Regions from separate parts of the Rattus norvegicus genome. Here region 2 is linked to region 1. Evidence: chromatin contacts called from public Hi-C data. All regions are on one chromosome and are shown on one strand. Each heading gives the region's core, a stretch centred on a gene start, on an enhancer-like site or on the middle of the called end of the contact. The rest is flanking DNA. Distances are from core to core; before and after follow the strand shown. Region 1 holds the start of Mr1 (major histocompatibility complex, class I-related). Region 2 overlaps Kiaa1614 (KIAA1614 homolog).

What was found. A called contact is a pair of places that touch in the nucleus more often than the background predicts.
Region 2: a Hi-C map of kidney shows a contact between it and region 1, with 3 times the contacts expected there. The contact joins the enhancer-like site here to the promoter of Mr1 in region 1. A contact is called at or near these places in 6 of 12 Hi-C or Micro-C datasets (the Rat2 cell line, frontal cortex, hepatocytes and 2 more).

What each region holds. Positions count from the first base shown.
Region 1 is chr13:69,865,670-69,870,596 of GRCr8, reverse strand. It overlaps Mr1 (major histocompatibility complex, class I-related), which reads left to right and starts at 2,431. Exons shown (of 6, transcript NM_001100635.1): 1 at 2,431-2,485. The coding sequence starts at 2,431.
Region 2 is chr13:69,943,563-69,948,489 of GRCr8, reverse strand. It overlaps Kiaa1614 (KIAA1614 homolog), which reads left to right. Exons shown (of 10, transcript NM_001427644.1): 7 at 831-1,071; 8 at 3,661-3,788; 9 at 4,442-4,626. Among named protein-coding and RNA genes, the nearest start is that of Kiaa1614, 26 kb to the left of the region's middle. Within about 2 kb of position 2,134, at least 8 of the 93 cell types and tissues checked have an H3K27ac peak or open chromatin away from gene starts, as enhancers often do. A contact at or near this core is called in kidney, where this site is marked.

The sequences.
Region 1 (4,927 bases), core at 1,182-3,681:
GGACACACAAGTTAGTTATCCACTGCCAAACAGCCCTGAAAACATACATACGGGTAACAGTATATCGATTGAACAAGTTATATTTAGGAATCTATATCTACATCTATATATCTGATAACAATTAGTTTTTAAAAATAAAAAGGCCATGAATTTGAAAGAGGGCAGGGAGGGGTATATGCGAGAGTTTGGAGAGTAAAGGGAAGGGAGAAATGATGCCATCAACGTATAATCTCAAAAATTAAAAAAGGGAAAAATATAAGTACTTGTAAAGTTATACCATTAATATGTATATCTCTTTTGGCAAATGTAAATTTGAGAAATAATTTACAAAATAGGATTAGAACATGAAACCCCTTTTTAAAAGAGAGAGAGAGAGAGAGAGAGAGAGAGAGAACCTCACATGCATATACCTACAGGCATATCCACAACAAAATCACCAAAGAAACATATACTAAAATATGTCAGGAATGGTGTTAGCTGCCTTCCCAGCCTTCACTAATTTGCAATTAGATAAAGTAATTTTAAGCTATGTACTCTTTTCATGCTTCCCTTTTTTTTTTTTTTTTCTTCTTTTTCAGAGCTGGGGACCAAACCCAGGGCCTTGCGCTCGCTAGGCAAGCGCTCTACCACTGAGCTAAATCCCCAACCCCTTCATGCTTCCTTTTTAACAACAGTACAGTATGCATTTGGGGGGACAAGCTATTAACAGAAAAAAAAACCAAAGGGAAAATAAATTGGTGTGGAAGGCAAGCATCATTGAGCAGTAACAGGGGTGTCTGGGAGGGGCACACGGGTGCCTGTATTTGCTAGATGAATAACCAAGGGAATAAAGCAAAAGAGGAAGGAAAGGGAAACAGATACAAGCCTCTGAGGAGTGGTCATCAGGTAACTTCTTTGAGTCTTTGTGGGGAAAGGAAGACATGCCTAAAAGTTGTCCATTCTCATAAAAATTAGGTGGCTGCAAGCAATATACATTTCCTCTCCAATAATTTAGGAGGCGGAAGTTCTGAAGACAGGCCTTATGTGGGAAAAACAAAGCAAAACAAAACAAAAACCACCAACAACAAAACAAAACATCAACAACAAAACAACAACAACAACAACAAAAACCAAACAAGTTTTGATACATGCATTCTTTCTAGAGGTTCTGGGGTAGGGCCTGTAACCTTCTCATTCCAGGGTCGGGAGCCACCCACACTCCTTGGCTCACCCCCATTTCAGCAATGCATCTGCTCTCACAGTTCCTTCTCAGATTCTGACCCTCTGCCTTCCTGTAATGGGGACCCTCGTGGTTATATTGGTTCTGGCAGATGGTCCAGGATCATCTCTCCATCTCTCCGTCTTTAAACCAACAGAACCTGCAAAGTCTCTTCTGTCATAGAAAGTGTGCTGTAGTTACAGGCTCTGAGCTTCCGAGTGGGCCATCACTCCCCTCACCACTGAAGAAAAACAGGATGTTTGATTCTCCTAGCCCCTCTTTGTGCATAAACAACCTCACCGAGTCTTTCAACAGTCCTGTGGAATAAATACATGGTAGATTTCTTTTCAAGTGGAAGATGCCCGACCATGGTAGAGATTCTGCCCCGTGTCAAAGAGCTGGGATCAAACCTCGGTCCCTGAACCCCAGCCAAAGGATGCTTGCCTGCCTCCCTGCCTTGTCTTCATTCTTCTCTCTATTCGGCTGTACTTCCTCTTTCCTGTTTAAACCTGTTCCCTAGCTCCCTGAACAGCCTTAGCTGCTGTTTCCTAACTCGTCATGTGCTTCTAACAACAATGTGACCATAGCTTGCTCTTGGAGATTGCTTTCCTTGAAAGATGAGTGGTAACCCTTCAGCATCTCCCACAGGACTTTTCTTCTCCCTATTCAGTGGGGATGTTTGGGACCTATTGTTCTAGGTAAACAAAAGTACAGGGAAGACAGACATAAGTAAAATATTACAGGACAATCTAAATGGTACGTGCTATCCGAGACGGATGGATGGGAAAATCATACTGAGCGGGGAGTTCCAAATCTTGGAACTCGGTGCGATTTTCTTTGTCCCTTAGTTAAAAATCTAAACTCCAAGAAAGAACCAAAGGCAATAAATTATCTGTGTTATTAATCTTTGCTTCCCTATACCTTTCAAGTAATTGAGCAACAGTTGGGAACTGGGTGGAAAGAAGCAAGCCGTGCCTGAAACCAACAAGGAGTTAAAGTTTATTGCTTTCATTTTGTAGGTCTCTATTCTCCCTAGCAACTAGTGACACAAGATATTTTTCCCAGTTCTTATTGGAGAATGCGTCCCCGCCCCGCCCTCATTGCTCAGTTACCAAATTTTCTAGTAAACCGGTAGAGTGAGTACAGGTTCTCACAAAAGATTCATCAGGGGCCTGTCACTATCTGAAGTTTAAAAAAAAAAAATGGGAAGAAAAGGACTTCAGTGGGGGTTGATGATGTTCCTGCTACCGTTCCTCACAGTATTTTTGGCGAAGCAAAGCCATACCCGTAAGTATCCCATGTACTCTTTGCTTCCAAGTGCATCGAGGGGTTCGCTTCCTAAACTTGTGGTGCAAGCTATGAAAAAGCCAGGGGCAAATCCACAGGTCCTTTGGACCCAAGATTTGAAGGGTGATGTACCAGTTGGCCTGCTGCCCAGACGTGTGTGCATGGATGCTAGCCTGTCCAGAAAGACTTCCCCCTGAGAGCTGTCTCCCCACTCTTCTGCTATACCCTTACTTTTCCTTCTGTTTCTCCTCTTTTCTAACAATGAGCCTTATACTAGGGACTGTAGTGAGTTTCAGGGGAGTTGAACAGTGCAGTCTGTCCATTCTTCAGGTCCATAGATATTTTTCCCTCCTCAGGACAAGGACTACCTGTAACAAAAGACGCAAGAAAGATAAAGCCACGCCTCCGAGCTTGTTTTCTAGGTGTAGGAAATATTCATTGATTAAAAACAAAAGTTCTGGGACTGGAGAGATGGCTCAGCGGTTAAGAGCTCTGGCTGTTCTTCCAGAGGTCACCCACATGGCAGTTCGCAACTGTCTGCAACTCCAATTCCAGGGGATCCTGCATCCTAACATAGACACACATGCAGTCAAAACACCAAAGTACGTAAAAATAAATAATAATTAAAATAAACAAACATTTTTTAAAAATCCTCCAAGTTCATTGTAGTTTAGGGAGCTTGTGTCTCTAGGGAATCCGGAGCCCTGTGTTGCCACAAACACAGGAGAGTCGGTGTGACACAAAGTACCAGACTTCGCTACTTCTCTAAGCAACTGCTGGCAAGCCGTTAGTGCTTCTAAACGTTAGTGGGTCTCTAGGTTCACAGAAGAATTACAGAACTTAGACCAGGCCGCCCAAGCTGCTGACTAATGCTCATGCCAGGAAGGAACTCTTTCAAATCGTCTGTGTGTTAATCCTACAAGTATTGATTGATAGCTTGCTACGTGCCAGCTGACTGGAGGAATATAACAACTGGATATGGATATGGTGATGCAAACTTACAATCCTAGCTACTCTAAAGGGGGGAGGGGATGGTGAGTTTGAGGCCAGTTTGAGTGGCATGAGAGCCTGCTTCAAAAAAGAAAAAAAGAAAAGAAAAAGAAACAAAGAAACCAACAAACAAAGATGAGGTTAGATGTTTCTTTGGCTTAAGGAGATTGCAGAACCTTCTGGCATAGTGATCAAAAGTGCAACATTTCTGCCTTTAGTCCAGTTGTTTCTGTGATACCTACCACTGGACTTCTGAGTACCCTGTATGTAGATAATTTGTGGGCTGTTATAGAGTGGGGTGCTGCTCTTTGCTGGTTGTTTTCCTCTGACCCCTCAGACGTGTTCCTGCTGTGTTGCTTTGTGTTCCGGAGGCGGATAGCTACAGACCGCATCACCCAGTCCTAGCTTCTGTCCTGGTTCACTTGGTAGGAAATGCTGGGAGAAGAGACAAGAACATGGAGAAAGGAGAGACTGAAGTTTGCTTTTCTTGCCCCCTCCTTCTTTCAAGGAGTCTCTGGCAGTAGCTCTCTGTAGTTCTCTGCAATGTGGGTTGTTTTCCCTTTTCTCTGAAAATCCCTTTTCTTTATAGTTTTAGCTTCCGCTGGGCTTCAGTAATTCTTATTTGCTGTCCGTTTCCCTCTAATCTTAGGGGTGAGCATGGTTTATTATTGTTGCTTCCTTATGGTCTCTCCATGGGACCTCTCTGGTAAAGGCTGTTTCCTCCCATGGTTCTCACTAAATGAACTTTGAGGGCAATGGCAGGGAAGGGATTTCAGATTTACAGAAAATAACTTAAGGTCTACATGATATTTGTGCCCAGTGTTACCCATAAACAGATACTTTTACACCATGGATGGATGGGGGACACAGGGAAGAGAAGCCAGAGCGTTTGAGAGGTAGCTCCAGGAAATGTTAAGATAATTCTCACATTACATCCAGCAGGTTCCTCACAGCAGCAGCAGCAGCAGCGTGGCTCACAGGTGATTGCGTCTGCTCCTTCCTTTGAGTTCCCATAGCTCCTCTTCACGGTTTTCTCAGTTCCTCAAATCTTCCCCTAGCTGCTCTTTTTACAGGTGGGAAGAGACGACTCCATTTTTGTGACCTCGTTTCCAACAGACACTTGATCGCTTCCTAAAAACATGATGTTTCAAAGTAATGTCCCTAAGACATTGAAGTCACCTGATTATGAAGTATAACACACTTGGACAATGACAATGAATTCAAATGTAAAACTGTGTAGTTGCAGAACTGATGTAAAAATTGGTGCTTTGTGCTTTTACCGTCCTTCTCCTTGCTCTTCATTTCAGCTGGTGTGAAAATGAGGTGGTGATATGTGTCTCGGTGATCAATATGGGACACCAGGCATGAGATTTCCCTTGCAAAGCTATATATAGTTCGTGTGTTTCATCTTGATATAATCAAAGTTAGTCTCTTGATGGCATTCATAATTTA
Region 2 (4,927 bases), core at 885-3,384, 78 kb before region 1:
TCCTCCTGCTTTTACCCCATTACCCACCAGTAGTCCTCTCCAGCCCCCAGCCTCTCTCTCTACCTCTGGTCTAAGCTGCCTCACTTCTTAGGTGCACGAGGGAATATTTTCTTTAAAACCCAATTACATGGTATCATTGTCCCACTTAAAGCCCCACAGTAGTCTCCCCTCTCCTTCATTTCCGAGGCTGACAGTGCTTGGTTGGTGTGGTGGGACTTGCCTGCCCGCCTGGCCTCACAGCACCTCATCCTGCTTTGCTCGATACCTGGCTGCTGTCATTGCTGTCATATCAAACCTGAGTCTGCCCAGACAGAGGCCGCCGCTGTCCCGTGTACCTGCATTTCTCACTTCAGGCTTAATGGCCTGATCCTTTCCAGTCGTTGACCCTTGGTATAAAGATGGTTTCCTGCCAAAGAGATCTTCCCTGGAAACTATTAAAAACAAGAACCTAGTCACACCCTGCTTTACCCCACACATCACTGCGAATGGCTTCTCTTCTTCATGTGGTCTGTTGTTAAGCTTCTATGAAGGAGAGGAGTGAATGAATTATGACAGCCCATGGCCGGGGCTAACCTGGATGATTCTCCCCACGCCTGCGTGCTATGACAGGGGCTATCCCAGACTGTTCTTCCCAAAGCTACTTTCACAGAGCACCTGGCAGAGTCTGCGTGGCTCTCCCTGCTACAGCCTGATTGTTAGGTCCTCCCTGAGGGAGGTACTGGTCCATTTGGGGCTTGTGGAACCCTAGGATTCAGGATGCCGGCAGCTCTTGCCTTGCTTGAAGCTTTCTCCAACCACCTCATGCCCTCCCTCTCCTCCTTGTGTTTCAGAGCATCTCTTGAGGCCAGTGCAGGGCATAAGCCACCCTCAGTTGCTCATTCTGAAGGGAACAAGAAAAGGAGGGGTAGTATTACCTCCACCCTGGGGCTCAAAAAGCTTCTCTCAGCCCTGGGCCACACGCCCCGGCCCAGACTTGGCACATCCAGAAGCTTCAGTGTGGAACAGCTGCAGCCCTCAGCACTGGCTCCGCAGACCAGCGCGGTGAAAAGAGCCCCATCATTACAGCATCTGGTGAGTCCTGGGGCCCTGGACGATAGGGTGTGGCCCCAGTGGTGCGGTCTTACGGAATGAAGGGGAGGCACGTCCAGGTCACAGCAGTGGGGAGCCCCTAGTGTCCTCACAATTGGCTCACAGGGCTTGTGCTTACCGTATATGAGTTCCCCCTAGTTCTGTTTTCCCACCCACCACCTACTGTCCTCTCTCTCTCTCCCTTAAATTTGCCTGTTTCCTGCAGAGCTCATGCCCTGGTCATTCTTTACTCCTTGGCCACAGTGACTCTTAAGTCCAAATGCGCTTTCTTTTTTCTCTTTGTTTCCTGTTTCCTTCCTTCTTTCCTCCTTCCCTTCCTTTCTTTCTGATTTATTTTCTCTGTGTGTTTTGCCTTCATATATGTCTGTGCATCTTGTGCTGCCTGGTACCCACAGAAGCCAGAAGAGGGCATCAGATCCCCTCAGGACTGGATTATGAACAGTTATGAGCTATTGTGTGGGTACTGGGTATTGAACCTGGGTCCTCTGGAAGAGCAGGCAGTGCTCTTAACTGCCCAGCCATCTTTCCAACCCCAACAATTACGATCTCTAATGTCACAGCAAGCCTTGACTGGCCTCTTTGTTCTGGTCTTTCTCCGGGTGGCCTCCATAGTGGGTTTTCTGAGGATGCACAAACCTGGTCATTTATCATGGTCAGAACAGAGTTGAGACCACCAGTGTTGTGAGGGGACCTGCCATCTGCTGCTTTTACCTCTCCTCAGTCTCCCAGAACACTCTCGGCCTCTGTTGAATAGACCCCTTTGCCCTTCTGCAGTCAGATCACATAGTCTGACTGAATCTGCACCTGACTGCCTCTACTGTCTCTGCCTGATGACATCTATCAGTTCCTTCCTTGGTATTCAAGGTGTGCCTCCTTTAGAAGTCACCACAGCCCTCAGGCTGAGGGGCTTCTGCTGTTTGCCTTCTCACACAGTGCTTCATTCCTCCACACCTCTCTCCCCTCACTGGAATATGATGTCTCTGCCCCCAGGACTGTCTCAGTACCTAGTGGACCCAGTTCAGGTTCAGTGAACACAAGGCACTAAACATCTCTCCTTCTGCATGCCAGGCCTAGCAAATCACCTCAGCACACTCTCCTCTACCAGGCTTCCACAAGCCTGCTCCATGCTCGGAGCTACTCTGTTCTCTACTCCCTCCTAATGCTGCGACCCTTTAATACAGTTCCTCATTTTGTGTCCACTCCCAACCATAAAATTATTTTTGTTGCTACTTTGTAACTAATTTTGCTAGTGTTACAAATCACAGTGTAACTGTCAGTGTGAAAATATGCAGGATATCTGATATGCGACCCCTGTGAAAAGGTTGTTCAACCCTCAGAGGGGCCTCCACCCTCAGGGTGAGAGCTGCTAGTCTAAGGCATTGGAATCTTTCATTTCAAAGGCCGAGGAGGGGAGAGAACGCAGGGTGAATGGCAGTCCATGGACTGATTTCACTCAGGGCAGTGTCTAGGAGTGGAAGTCCTGTGTGGTGAGTGTCAGCTGACTGGAGAAGCGAGGGTGGGCTGGGAATGAAGACAGCACAGCATGACCTCGTGCCTCTGGGAACTCCCGTTAGACCTCTCAGGTGTGGAGCTGTGAGCTGTGGCCTTTGCATTTCTTATCACAGGAGTTTCTCCATAAGCCCCTCAAGGCAAACGACAATGTCTCCTGGGTCTCCAAGGTCTTGCTGTAGTTTAAGCTGAGTGGCTGAAGGCAGAGAGCAGCCTGGTTAAAAAAGGCTAAAACATGCAGGAAGGATGGCACAGAAACTTGCAAAAACTGGGGAAAAATCAAGCTAAGAGAAAAACCAGTCTCTCCCAGAAGCACAAATGCCTGAGCCTTCACCCCTAACCAGCACATACAACACCTTCTCCCGTGTCTCATGCTCCCTCCCATGTCCCATGCCTCCTCCCATGTCCCATGCCTCCTCCCATGTCCCATGCCTTCTCCTGTGTCCCCATGCCTCCTCCCGTGTCCCCATGCCTTTTCCTGTATCCCATGCCTTCTCTGGTGCTGTCTTTCTTTTGCCTGGGCACCTGTCCTGTTTTTTTCAGCTAGTGAGCTCTAGCTTCCAGCCTCTCTCTGGGCCAGCTCCTCCTCTGTCCGCATACCTTCTGGGTCAAAGCCTCTCTGCTCCCAGTTATAAGCTCCTGGCGCTATCCCGGAGCTATCACGTTACCTAGCTCACCCTATTCCCAGCTGAAAGCATTCTGCTCTAGGGTGTGTCTTAAGTGTGCTACCAGAGAGCCACGTGCCCAGCCCCTCCCCTTTGGACAGGATCTCCTTGTGTCTCTCTGGCTGGTCTTAAGCTCCTGAGCCTCCAGCGGAGGCTTCTGAGTGCTAGTTAAGTTTGCATTGTAAGATAAGCACAAGCTTAGTGCTGAATGCTTTGGATGCCTGTGCAGTCCCATCTCCATGAGCAGGACCTGCTGACTCTTGCTAGGCACCCGGGTGTGCTCACCAAAGCTGGCACCAAACAGTGTTTTCTTAGAGTGACCTCGGGTTTATGGTTCCCAGCAAATCCCCTTCCCAGGCTTTTCTTCTCACCTGTAATATTGGGCCTTCCCCACTAGGTGTCACCCTCCCATCAGCATCGGAGAACAACTTCCTTCCAGAACCTCCATTCTCTGCTAGGTGGCAAGGGAGACCGGTCTAGCCTTTACCTGGTAGAAGGGTCAGGGGACAGCAGTGCACCCAGCAGGTAAGCGTGGCACAAGTGACCCAAAGAATAAACTTGGAGTGGTACCATAGCCCTGAGCCCGTTTGTCTCTTTAAGAGGAAGTGAAGCAGAGTAGCTGAGTCTTGCCCTCCACAAATCTCTAATATGGAGAGACAAAGTGACACAGACATCTCAGAATGACACCTCTGTGCCCTTGCCATGTGCGGTGAGCACCGAGAGGCACAGGTTTGCTGGAAGGTGGTGCTGGCAGCCTTGAAGCCTCTCTCCTTTGTCCGATGACATCCTGAAGTCAGTGTTCAGAGTTTAAACACAGCCAAAGATTTGACATCAGGCCCTCTTGGCTATCTGCTTTTACTCAGGGCTTCATGGAAGGACTTTGTGGGGGAAGGGCTCCTGAAAACATTGTATCAAAATACAGCTTTCTTCAGGTTCTCAGAGGTCTCTTTCTAAGATGTTAGAGACCACCGTCCTTGCTTCAAGTCTCTCTGGCCTGAGGAGCCACCAGCAGGTGTGGGAACTGCCTGTCTCCATCCCAGGGAGCTCATTTTGCTGGCTGAGGTCAGAGAAACCAGCTTCTAGTGTCAGGCTCCTATATCAGAGATGTGGGTCACCTTAGGGACAAGAAAAACTGTTGTTACCTAACCCCATCGTGACTGTCTTTGGTCTCCTTGTAGGCCAGCCAAGGCCTTTCCCCGTCGTGCCCTCAGTGTAGAAGATGTGGGTGCCCCCAGCCTGGCTCGTACTGTGGGCAGAGTGGTGGAGGTGTTCCCAGATGGCACAAGCCAGCTGCAGCTGCAGCGACCCCCAGAGGGCACCTTTGGTTTCTGTGTGGCCTATGGCAGTGGCCGGCGAGACTCAGGTATGCTGTGGGGATCCTCAGCAAAGTACCTGGGGTGTGGTCAAGTTCCTTCTAGGCAATGGGGAAAAGCTCCCCTTGTCCTTCCAGAAGTTCTTCCTGGGTGCCAGGTCCCAGGAGCCGCCCCTGCTGAGGGGGTGGAGCTGGCAGATTTGACTCCAATGTCCCCCAGCCGCCCTGTGACATCTTGAGATCAGCGCCTTCAAGGCTGTTCCAGAGGGGCAGAGGAAAACTGTCTGTGCATGCCAGTTCTCTGCTTTTGCTTTGATGTGGTTGATGTATTCCAACCGTCCGGTCCTCCAGC